Linked DNA regions of Oryctolagus cuniculus: region 2 is linked to region 1. The links are chromatin contacts, called in public Micro-C maps. All regions are on one chromosome and are shown on one strand. The core of a region is the stretch at or near the end of the contact, and the rest is flanking DNA. Distances in the headings are between cores, read along the strand shown.

Region 1 (5,933 bases), core at 991-3,490:
GAGAGCTCTAGTTTGTAGAATATGAAGACTCGAAAAAATAAATTTTATTAGAACAGTTAAAAATAATTCTGAACCATACAGCTTTTAGCAAGTAAAATAATGAAAAAGTTTCCAAGTACTTTACTTGGGTGAAATAATGTTAAGTGACAGACAAATAATTTATTTTTTAGAGAATGCCTGACTTTCAAAATTATAGAATGTATGGGGCAGGCATTTAGCACGGTGGTTAAGACACCACATGGGACCCCTACATCCCATAGCAGAGCGTATGCGTCCGAGACCTGCTCTACTTCCAATGCCAGCTTCCAGCTAACGCACACGCTGGGAGGCAACAGTGATGGCTCAAGTAGTTGGGTCCATGCTACCCATGAAGGCGACCTGGATTGAGCTCCTGGCTTCCGGCTTCAGCCTGGCCAGGCTCTTGCTATTGCAGGCATTTGGGAGTGAACCAGCAGAAGGAAGATCTTAATCTTTCAAAAAAAATTTTTTTAACAAAATCATAAATTGCAGTAACTTAACCAAAATAATTATAAGGAATGGAAGACTACTAGAAACTAGCCCATCCTTAAAAATTAAACTCGTTTGATTTTCTGAATTTAGAAATGCATATCACGTTTTAAAAATGTATTTAACAACTACATGAAAAATCCAATAGATGGAATACAAATTCCCTTGTAAACAAAGTAGTTTAATGATTCTGGCCATCTAGACTCACAGCTCACTGGATTATGGGGTAGTCCTCGCCTTCCTATTTTCTCGCCATCTATTTCCTCGCTTCCAGTTCTCTCATCAATACGTGCTGTTGATTCGCACTAGGGTTTTCTCTGGTGAGCACAGGGGTATCACCGGGGGTGGCGGCGGGGTAGGACCTTTGACACCTGCCGAGGTGTCCCAGGCTCGCGGCCTGCAGCGCCACAGATGCTGAGCGGCCTGAGCCCAGCCCAGGAGCCGGACACGGCCCGTCCTCTAACAACTTCTTTCTGCGGAGTTTGTCAGGGCCAGAGGCAAACACGGCGAAGCGAAGCCCTCTGCCACGCTCTCTGGAAGGGAACCGATAACCCGCTGCGGTTGCCCGGGCCCTGTAAACAAAGATCAAATTCTGTGGTCTGCCTTGGCAGGAGAACCGGCAGCATGTCGCCCAGGTTTCCAGGAGCCCTGGGCTTCGACTTCACGACTGGAGTGCCCTTCGTCTGGTTTCCAGAAAAATGGCCCCAGCAAACTGATTTTAACGAAGATGATTCTTTTAAAAGCAGTAGCATCGAGACTGCAGGTTAATACTCAAGTCTAGTTCCACAAATCGGCCTGCGGTCCGGCTGTAATCTAGGGGCGTCCTAAGTATTCTTTTTTCGGTCTATGGATTTATGAATAAAAAGATTCGGATCCCTCTCCCACCAGGAAAAGTGTGAAGAATTTAAAGCATGAGTGGTAAGGCCTCACAGTAGCCGCACAGGTACATTCACTTTAGTAAGACCGGAGCCTGGACGAGTGGTATTTTCCAGAGGAAAATGAGGACCAGACGGTAGGGGAGAGATACCCCCGACATCCTCTAAAAATCCGGTGGAAACGTTAAAAAAAAAAAACCCACAATTTGCTAAGCATATGCGCACGACGCAGATTTACCAATCGAGCGTAAATGACCATCTTCCTCAGCTATTTCTCAAAAACCTGAAAAGCGAAACGCCGACCAATTTCTCCCACGAGGACCGGCGCCAATGCCCCCCGACAGACCCCTCTCCGCTCGGCAGCTGAGGGTGTGCGGACCCTTCCTCTGCCCCCACCCCCCGCAGCCGCCCGCACCGCAGCCAGCCCCCGGACCTCCCCGAACTGGAAGCGGACCCTGAGGAGCCCAGACAGAGGGGCGACCCTCGGGGACGCTGGCCATGCTGAGGTGGGAGGGGTCGCACAGGAAGGGTGGGGCAGGGGCCGCGGGGCGCACGGCTTCCGACTCCCGGAGCCGCCACCTCCTCCAGGTCCGGCCGTGTGAGGGGCTCGGGGTGGTCCTGCCGCGGAGGCGAGTCCCCTCAGGACCCCGCGCCCCCGCCCCCCGCCGCCTTCCCGGGCCCGGGCGCGGGCTGGGCCCGCCGCGGAGCGCGCGCAGGGGGCGGCGGGAGGCCGGGCGGGCCTGGGGGCGGGGCCGGCGCGCGAGGCCCGGCCGCCGCAGCGCCGCCGTGCGCCAGGCGGGCCCCGCCGCGGCGGAGGGATACGGCGTGCCTTATATATATACGGCGGGGCGCCGGCTCGCGCTCCGGCAGTGGCGCTGGGAGGCTCGTGGACGCGGCGCCGTTACTCGCAGTCGGGCGGCGGCGCAGGCGGCGGCGGCGGCACAGCGCGGAGCGCACTCGGCTCCTCAGCGGCGGCGGCGGCGGCAGCAGCAGCGGGAGGCCCCCTCGCCGTCACAGCCCCTGCGCGGGTGCAGCCAGCCTCGCTCCCTCCGATCGCGCTCCCTTCGCCCGCGCCATGGTAAGGTCGGCGGTGGCACCCGGCCGGCGTAGCGGCTGCCCGAGGTCTCCCCGCATGTTCAGTTTTGGTCTTTTGCCCCCTTGGTTGGGTCCCTCCCCCCACACCTCCTTTCCGGGCGTTACGCAGCAGCTGCGGTGAGGAGACGATGCGTTTCGCGTTTGCGTCTTGGCGTCCTCCGCCGGGGGTCCTCATTAAACGGGTCCCCACCCCCCCCCTTGAACTTGGCGGGGAGCTGCGTGCGGGCCGTGGCTGCGGGCACCGCTGCCTCGGGGCCTTCCGCATCCCCCCCGCAGCCCCGCACCCACTGCACCCAGCGCGCCGCACCCGGGCTGCCTGCAGCACTGCGCCCGGGCCCCGGGGGCGGGGGAGCCGGGCGGGGCCGGACGCCGGACGCCCCCCGGTGCTGCCCCTCCCGCCCCGCCCCGGGCGCGAGGGCGGCGGCGGAGAATGAATGGGCCGGGGCGCGCGGGGCGGGGGGCGTCCTCCTCCGGCGGCGGTGCCCTGCGTCCTGCCGGGGGGCGTCCTCCCCTGGCGGTGCCCTGCGTCCTGCCGGGGCGCGCGGCGCGGGCGTGGGCTGGGAAGGAAGGAGCCGGGGAAGGGTGGGGTGGGGGCAGGAAGGCGCGGGGCGAGGGGCGGAAGCCGCAGGCCGGCCCCTTGCGCCCGGGCGGGGCCTGCGGGGCAGCTGGCGCTCGTGCGGCCCCCTGCGCGGGGCAGCCGCGGCCCGGGCGTGCGGGGCCCCTTCCCGCGGGAGGCGCGGGGCGCGCGCGCTAATTGGGGCGGGCGGGGGAGGCGGGAGCTGGCGCGCGGCTCGGTTTCCAGGAGAGACGCAAAGTTTCTGCTGCGGGAGGCGGCGGGGGCGGGCGGGCCGGGGAGCAGACGCGGGTGGGAGGTGCGGGGCGGGGAGCGGGGTCTGCACGTCTGCGCGGCCCCTGCACGGCCACAGGCGGCCGTGCGCCCCGCGGGGCGTGTGTTGCAGGGCGCCCTGGGTCCCTGGGCGGGCAGCGTTGTCCGGCGTGGCAGGCCGGGTTCCGGACGCGTCCACCCCGAGGCCGGCGAGGTGACAGGGTGCTGCGAGCTAGGCGGTGCCCTGACGTTACATAAACCAGCGCGCCGTCTACATGCGATCTGAAAGGAGATTCAGGCTTGAGAGATCGGGGAAAGAGGAAGACCTGCTTGCAATTCGCAAAAAAATAAAATAAACCAGCCGCCCCCCGCACGCCGCCCCACCCCCGAGCGGGTATCCGGGAGCCGGGAAAGTTTGCGTTTGCGAGGATAAACCCAACGCCTCAGCCGTGTTCAGGGCTGACTTGGTAACTGGCTTCGCGAGGCATCCTGTATTAAAATATGTATGTCCATGCAGACGCGCTGGCTGTGCTCTGCCGCGGACCCGCAGGCCCGGGTTCTGTTGGAGCAGAGATTCGCGGCCCCGCGCGTGGCGGGTGCGCTCGGGAGCGGCTCTCCTGCCTTCTTCGGGCGGGGATGCCGGCCGTGCGCACTGCGGCCGGGCGCTCGAGCGCTTCCCCGTGCACCTGATTCGCACGGTGCCGCTGAGGTGGTTCCAGTCTTTTTCTGGCTTCTGAGTCGCGGGGTAATTTGTGCAAGGGCATTAGCCGTTGCGAGCAGTAGGCTTTTAACAAATAGCTGCGTGTTTAAACGATTGGAAAGCATGCATTACGTGGACATGAAGTCGGTGGGGTAGCCCATTTCTGCGTTGTTGGTTTTTTCCCCCCATTTAATTATTTCTCATAAAATGGGGTAGAAAAGCCTTTTAATCCAACCCAATGCCATTACGTAACAACCTTCCAGTTTGGAGGTTTCCGAAGGCCCGGAGCACTGCGCAGGGTACTCCAGCAGCTGGACAGGGTCCCGCGCCAGCCGGCAGCAGTGGCCGCAGTGGCCGTGCGCTGGGCTGGGCTGGGCTGGGCTGGGTCCCCCTTGGATGGCAGCTGGTGGCGCGGTAGGTGGCGCTCGTCCTTCTCGGGGCCCGCTGTGCACTGCCGCCGGCCGCCGCTAGAGGCGCCCTTTTCACGTTGTGCGCTGATCCTCGTCCCCAGGGAAGCCCGGAGTGTGCGCTAGGCGTTGGACCCAGTGGAGAGCAGATGTTGTCACTTTCCATCCTTGTTGTCGAAGCGGCACAGAGCGCTTCCTTTAATGGCTGTCATTGCTGAGAGCATTGATGGTCTCAAACCAGGGATTTCAACACAATATTAAAACTCCTGGGAAGGTGGTACCGATTGCTTCTGGCTGTCATGGATTTAATGATAACCTTTTCTTTCTCTAGGCTGATCAACTGACCGAAGAACAGATTGCTGGTGAGTTGGCGTCTCTGGGGAGTCCCCAGGAAAGCCAGAACAGGGCACCGGCTCAGTTCTGGGGAGTCCTGTCCCCTCCCATCGACATCTGAGCCGTTTTTTAAGAATTGATTTAAATGGAAACGGCAGGAACATTTCGGTCAGCATTACTCTTTGATAGTAGAGTGGAGCTAAAGTGAGGGAAATGGAATGGGGATGTTCCTGCCTACCCCACTCGGGAGTCGTCGCGTGTGTCACGACACGCAGAGCTTTTCCTGTAATGAGATCGCCCTGAGCCTGCAGCTCTCAGACGTGCACAGCTCTGAGGCCACTCGACAGCTTTTGGGGCTTGCTGTCCCGAGACAAGAGGGAGCATCCCTGGAATTACTGGAGGGGAGTTGCATCCGTTCAGGTTTTAGCTCTTTAATCTTCCCGGAGGACTTGTCGTGAGGTGGGGGTGCTTCTGGGATGCAGTGGAGGTGGTGTGGAGAGCGCAAGCTGGCTGTGTGGGAAACGCACCACGTTTCCAGGAACCTTGTCGTGGTGCTGTGAAACCAGGGTTCTTGGGGCTACAGAAATTTAACAGGAAACATGCCAGCGGGTCTTCTCGTGGCGGATTGGAAGCCCATTCAAGCTTAGTGTTGAAAAACCTGAGGGTCTTGTAGCTTCATGGACATGGTTTCCAGGAGCAGCCGTTGCCTTACTTGGCGTGGCTGACAGGACCCTGTGGTGTCTGCTTCAGTATGTGGTTGCTGGTCACTTGCATAACCTGCTTGGTCTCCTCTGGGAAGCCCCCGGGGGCGTGTGCGTGGTGGCTGGCTGGGTAAAGACACTCGCTCTAAAGGGCCAACGTTTCTTTCCAGAATTCAAGGAGGCTTTCTCCTTATTCGATAAAGATGGTGATGGCACCATCACAACGAAGGAACTTGGAACTGTCATGCGGTCACTGGGTCAGAACCCGACAGAGGCGGAGCTGCAGGACATGATCAACGAAGTGGACGCTGACGGTAATGAGCGCCAGAGCCATGTCATTCGAGTTCAGACGCGTCCCAGGGTTGCCTTTCAGGTCTCGTGGAGCAGACGGGCGAAGATGCTTTCTGCCATTGAGATTGAAACAGGAGATTGTGGGCCTGCCTCTCGCCCTGCTCACCGTCCGGAACGTTTCCTGGATCGGGTCCCTGT
Region 2 (5,933 bases), core at 1,376-3,875, 150 kb after region 1:
TGTCTCCTGCTGTGGGTTCTTCTCACTCACAATTCTAAGTACACACTCCCCAGGGCAATGGACGAGATCCCACTCCCAAATGACTTGAACAGAATGCCCATCACAGCTGAAACCTCCCAGGACGGGTCATCTCCTGGATGGAGGGGAGAACTGTTCCCAGGGAAAGCTATAGGGAGGGATCCCATGGAGGCAGGAGGGACGGAGCCACGTCGTCCCCAGAAGCCATGCAGGGGCCAGCACGCATGCTGCCGGCAGGTGGTCACACACACGGAAGCGTGGGAGGAAGCCGTGCACAAGCGTGGGGGGAGACACCAGCTGTCGAAGCTGGAGATAGTACCTTCTGGAGGACTACACGGGGCAGATGCTCCGTCTCTACCTAAACCCTCCTCTCCCTACACGGTCACGAGGCTTTGAGTGCCGTGCCACGGGGATGATGGAATTCTAATTCCAGACACACACGCCACAACATCCATGAGAGGCTGAGTGCTACTGATGGTTGACTTGTCAATCTCCTATAATTCCATTCAATCTTATTTAAACAAAGGCACCACAGAACTAATTAAGGAGAACTATATTAATTTAAATTGGATTGAAATAGCAAGAAAAGGTTATGTTTAAAAAGGTTATATATATTAGGGCTGAAATTTAAAAACTGCCAGCCCTCAAACATGGTGAGTAATGTTTTCACATGTACATGGATTTTTTTTTTTAAACCACTTGATTCTACTTAGCAGGAGCAGGGGGTGAAATATGCTACCTGACTAGTCACTTCCTGGACATTAGAAAATACAGTCAGTAATAAAGTGCTAACCACATGGAAAGAAAAACACCCCTGTCTTGAACTGGCCTCTAAATCTGCGCTCACTTGAGAGGTGTGTCTTTCACTGATCTGTTCATTCTCTTCTCCTGGTGATTGATTGCCGAAGGGAGCAGCACTTTTACCAGAATCAGCGATGGGAAAAACTGAGCCAAAAACCTAGTTGCAATCTTGGTTTTAGCGTGTGCTTGCAGAGGAGAATAAAACATCAACACACATTTCTCTCTAAAATGACAACTGTGGGAGCACTCCAGAATGGGGCTACTGGGGCTGGCACTGTGGTGCAGGAGGTGAAATTGCCGCCTGCGATGCTGACATCCCATATCGGAGCAGCTGTTCAAGTTCTGGCTGCTCCACTTCTGATCCAGCTCCCTGCTATGGTCTGGGAAAGCAGCAGAAGATGGCCCAAGTCCTTGGGCCCCTGCCACCCACGTTGGGGACCCGGATGGAGTTCCAGGCTCCTGTCTTTGGCCTGGCTCGGCCCTGACTGTTTTAGCCATGCTGGGGATGAACCCACAGATGGAAGATGTCTTTCTGTCTCTCCCTGTCTCTCTGTCGCTTTGCCTTTCAAATAAGTGACTGGTTCAAGGCCTGCTCACCAACGTCCCTGCTTTCCATCCTGGCTGCCACTCAGGGAGAAGGCACCTGATGGCGCCGAAGGTCAGGCTCAGTTCCTGCAGGTGTGTGTTCACGGAACTGTAGTCAAACCTGCAATTTGACAGACACGGGAACTAAAGTCCCAGGAGTTTAAAGGAGGTGCCTGGGCCCCTCCAGGACTGGCCCTGGGCTCCGGGTCCTGGCCTTTCAGAGTGATGCAGCTGTTTCTTCGGAAAGTACTGAAGTCCCTCACATAAACCTATCAGGTCTCCCTTTAACCAGCAAGGGCTGCTTGAAGATTTCCAAGGAGCCCATCTTTCCAAAAAGCAAGTGTTTTTGATGACAGTGAAAGGAACTTGGCAGTGAAATCTTTCTTTATGAAGAATCTGAGTGAGACGCTAATACTGAACAGATCTCTTCCATTAAGGGATGTTTTTGAGCCAGAAATAAAGGCACATCTAGTCTGAGCAGGGGAACCAGCTCTTGAGACCACAAGCAGAAGGTTCAGATGGTTCAAGTGTGCACTGGATTCCCATGTACATTATCAGCATTTCCCAAAACGCAGTCATGGTGGAGTGGGGAGAGGAGCAATGGAATTAGCTTGGAAACATTAGGTCAAACAGAGTCTTGGATTCTTTCCATCTCAGGGCTTCTTGGTGCCCCTAATGTGTTATGAGCACTGTGAACCTCTAGGCGGGAGACGACTACTGCCCCAAAATATCAGACAAGAAGAATCGGCGGTCCAAGAGCTAGTCTTTGGGAAATGTGACAATTTACCAATGGCTTCAAACCACCATGCAAAGCACGGCTCCTACCTGCAAGGGAATGTGCAGTCTCCTTGAAATCTTGGCAGATGCAGTTTTAAGTTTTATGAGGCCTACTTAGCTTGTTCCAGGAAAACTGATGGCTACGACTGCTCTTGTGTGCATTGGTCATGGCTGCCCTGGATAGGGATGGCAAGAGGCAGTGGGTTCCCTCTGCCTAGAGTTTCCGAGGGTGGCAGCCCTCCCCTCAGTTCCCCTCTTTGGGTGGGCGGTACACTGCCTTTGCTGTAGTCCTCCCTGGACCAGTACTGCCTCCCTCCTCGGCAATGGAACCCCAGCTGTGGCAGAATGCATTGGAATCTCAGGAAAGCCGGGCCCCAGGAGGCGGAGCGGGCGGGAGTGGGCAGGCAGGCGGCAGCGGGACGTCCACACCATCTCAGCATCCCCAACACTCAACAACCACAGTGCACATTCCACGGTGGAGGGCAGTGTGCTTCTGGGGAGCTCGGAAGGGTGAACGAGTCGGCAAGCTACTTACTAACTGAAAAGAGGGAGGGAAAACCATGAAAGTATGCTTCTGGTGAGCTGCCTTGGAACAACAAATCAAACCAAAAATTAAAACCGAGAAACAAAACATTTGGGAAATCAAAGTCAAGGCTAAGGAAAGCAAACAGAGTTCTAATAACCTTCCAACTGTTAAGTCTGGCTGTCAGGACTCAGGCTTCACTTCAAGAATGACCGACATTTTCCCACTAACAATGGTTTTCTTTCTTTTTTTTTTTTTCCTAAACCAAAGGAAGGCCGACTGGGCATTCCCCTCCACACGCCAGCATTCACCCAGCACACAGGAGCCAGCCAATCTGTGTAACGTGTTTTGTTCCCAGAGCAGGAAATTCCAAAGGGAAGGGAAAAAATAATCCAGCCGGCAGGTTTCAGATCCTTCCACACGTTAACCCTCATCAGGATCCCAGCAGTTGGGAGGGCCGGGGCAGCAGGCCTTGGAGATCTGCTTGTCTTGGTGGAAGGTCTGGGGTTCAAATTCGCTGCAATTTAAACCAGGAAATTCTGTGTTTGTCAGATGTCTGCTCCCTCTCCAACTACTGTGCAATCTATAGCAAAAGAGAAGGGATTCTTGGGTGCTCGGGCTTCTTGAAGATACCTGGTTACTGGTTAGGCACTCACCGAGGGGAGGCAGGTGAATCACAGCTTCCTAAATTAAGCAGTCAGCTCTGCTTGGGATGCACGGGCTGCATCCGGCAGATGGCCCACGGGCGCTCCTGGCCACACCCACTTACTAAAGCAACCAATCCCCAGTGCCTCACTGGGAGAGCCGGGACTCCCATCTTCAGAGGTTTGAAGGAACACAGGGCCCGCCAGGAAGCAACAGAAAAGACCCAGTGCCACGCCACAACTGTAAGAGGCCGTTGGAATACAATGAGCGCAGCAGAAGTCAATGGAAAAATCAATTGTTCTGTAAAAAACAAAGCTGCCAATAGCCCCTGGGCACTGCATTAAGGGAACAGGCCTATTTTTAAGAAGCAAACTAAAAAGGACACTGTGTGAAGCTGGGGGTTGCCTTCAAAGCAGCGTTTGGATCCTGTAACAAGCGGAGAGGCGGGGTTGGTATGTTTCTTGGTATGGTTTGTTTGAGTGACAGCCCCACTTCCGCCCACTTTGTGGGTGTGTTCAGGGCAGCGGCTGCCACCTGAGGATGAGCACCTGGGAGGAAGGAGCTCCCTGTAGCTCCCTTCCCCCTAGGAGCTTCTGTGTGGCACGTAACTGAGCATTGGAACAAGACGAGCCCTTACAAATCACAGAGGGCAGATTTTCCGGCAGTGCTGGCAGCAAATTGAACATTAAATAAATGAGGGAAAGGGAATCAGGATGGACTTGCCCGGTGAGGCTCATTTAGGTCCCATTTAAGGACTTACCAACCAGGCTTGCATTTTAATACAGGGATCTTTTTTTTTTTTTAATTGACAGGTCCTAGAGCTCGCTAAAGCAGACTTTCAAAATTTCCGTATTATTTAAAAGCAAGATTAGACTAAAATGCTGTCCAATTTCCCCACACTGTTTCATAACACAAGCTCTACAACTCCCTTCCTTGCAAATGGAAAACAGTGCAAGCACTCTGTCACAGAACGCGACCCAAGACCCAGGGGCGCTGGGATCACGGGGGTCAGGGTGCAAATCCCGACCCCGGGGCTCCACCCAGGCCAGTGGGATTATGGGTTGGGCAGCGGTGACTTCCAGAACTTCTCAAGTGCTTTAGATGCACAGTAAAGTTTGCCAACTACACATGTAAAAGACACACAGTCCTTATCTCCAGATTACAGCCTGGACTACTATAGGCTGGTTGACATAGATTAATTTCTAAATTAAAATCAATTTTTGAATGAACGTCTAAATGGAAACCTAGAAATGTTTAGGGTGACATTGTGATTTCTAAATGTCAATGGGATTAACTTCTATGTGTTTACATCAACTCCAGGGAAGCAGAGAAGCCCCTGGTGGCGCTGCTCCCAGCAGGGGGCGGGGACTCTCAGGTTTCCCTCTGCCCCAAACAGCTTCGGTGTTTTCCAGTTTGCAAGGTTTTCTCTCTAAGGAGTTTGTTGGAGTTTCCAGTCCAGCTTATCAGTTAGGAAGATTATCAGCAAACAAAACATCAGGCATGAAGCAGGTCGAACAAAAAAGGAAAAACCATGTTTACAGAGAGAGGGCTCCCGGCGGGGACCAGAGTCACTGACTGCATGAGCTGCAGGGGGCCACACAAAGGTGTCGGGTTTGGGATGAGAATGAAGATGAGAAGACACAAACAGGTGGAGGGAAGACTCGGTTCTTGAGAGAGAAGAGGAGGAGGAGGAGGAATCTGACACTAAAAAAGCAAGAGAGAGAGAAAAAAAAGGTAAAAGCAAAAAAAAAAAAAACCTTTAGAAACAAAGAAAAAAAAATCAATGAGCTTTTAATATACTCACATAAAGCTGCAAAGAAAATGAGGTCATGTAATACACAATCATTCTTCTACATGAAAATACAAGTGCTTTTCGAAGAAAACAAATTTGTTTTTCTGCTGGTTATTTAACTGTTCTGCAATAACACCATGGAATAAAAATAACTCAGATTCACCTGGGCACAGATTCAGCAGGGTGATCCACTGAAGTAATGTATCCTTAACCTACAATACCCAGAACATTCTAGAGAACACTATTTGCCTTTTAGCTGGAGAGCGTTAGGATGTGAATTTCCATGGATTTGTTTTTTGTGAGAAGCACTCATATGAACCAAGGTGATCCAAGGTGCAGTGAGAGTGATGGGGTGCTAGGCTTTCCCAGGGGTCTACACTGGGGGTGCTGGCTGGGTACTTTGTAAAGGAAGCTGGTGCTGTCCCCTGCACACCTGGCAACAGTGAAGACCACCACAGCTCCGGTGAGACCCCTTCCCAAATACAATGGGTCAACCTTGCAAGTGAGAACAACTGCCCTGCTCTTGGTGGCTGTCCGGTAATACCTACCAATGACTAAAGACAAATCCCCTTACCCTACATCCTGTTTTGAAGGCAAAAGGAAGAAAAAAATTTTTTTCATCCTCTATTTAAGGAACTACTAACTTATTCCAAATCAAAGACAATGACTCACAGCTTCAAAGTAGACTGTCACTCCACTGGATTCCTCTTTCTCACCGGCTGGGGCTTTGAGAATGGCAGAGGTGGGGGTGGGAAGTGAAGCCAGAGGTGACATCAGAAGGGAAATCATGCT

What was found. A called contact is a pair of places that touch in the nucleus more often than the background predicts.
Region 2: a Micro-C map of ear pinna shows a contact between it and region 1, with 2.6 times the contacts expected there. The contact joins the enhancer-like site here to the promoter of CALM1 in region 1. A contact is called at or near these places in 2 of 6 Hi-C or Micro-C datasets (ear pinna and an unstated tissue).

Annotation. Positions count from the first base shown.
Region 1 is chr20:35,971,613-35,977,545 of mOryCun1.1, forward strand. CALM1 (calmodulin 1) reads left to right here and starts at 2,241. Exons shown (of 6, transcript XM_051826152.2): 1 at 2,241-2,460; 2 at 4,742-4,772; 3 at 5,615-5,758. The coding sequence starts at 2,458.
Region 2 is chr20:36,121,511-36,127,443 of mOryCun1.1, forward strand. It overlaps TTC7B (tetratricopeptide repeat domain 7B), which reads right to left. Exons shown (of 22, transcript XM_070065535.1): 19 at 4,889-5,053. Among named protein-coding and RNA genes, the nearest start is that of CALM1, 150 kb to the left of the region's middle. Within about 2 kb of position 2,626, at least 3 of the 8 cell types and tissues checked have an H3K27ac peak or open chromatin away from gene starts, as enhancers often do. A contact at or near this core is called in ear pinna, where this site is marked.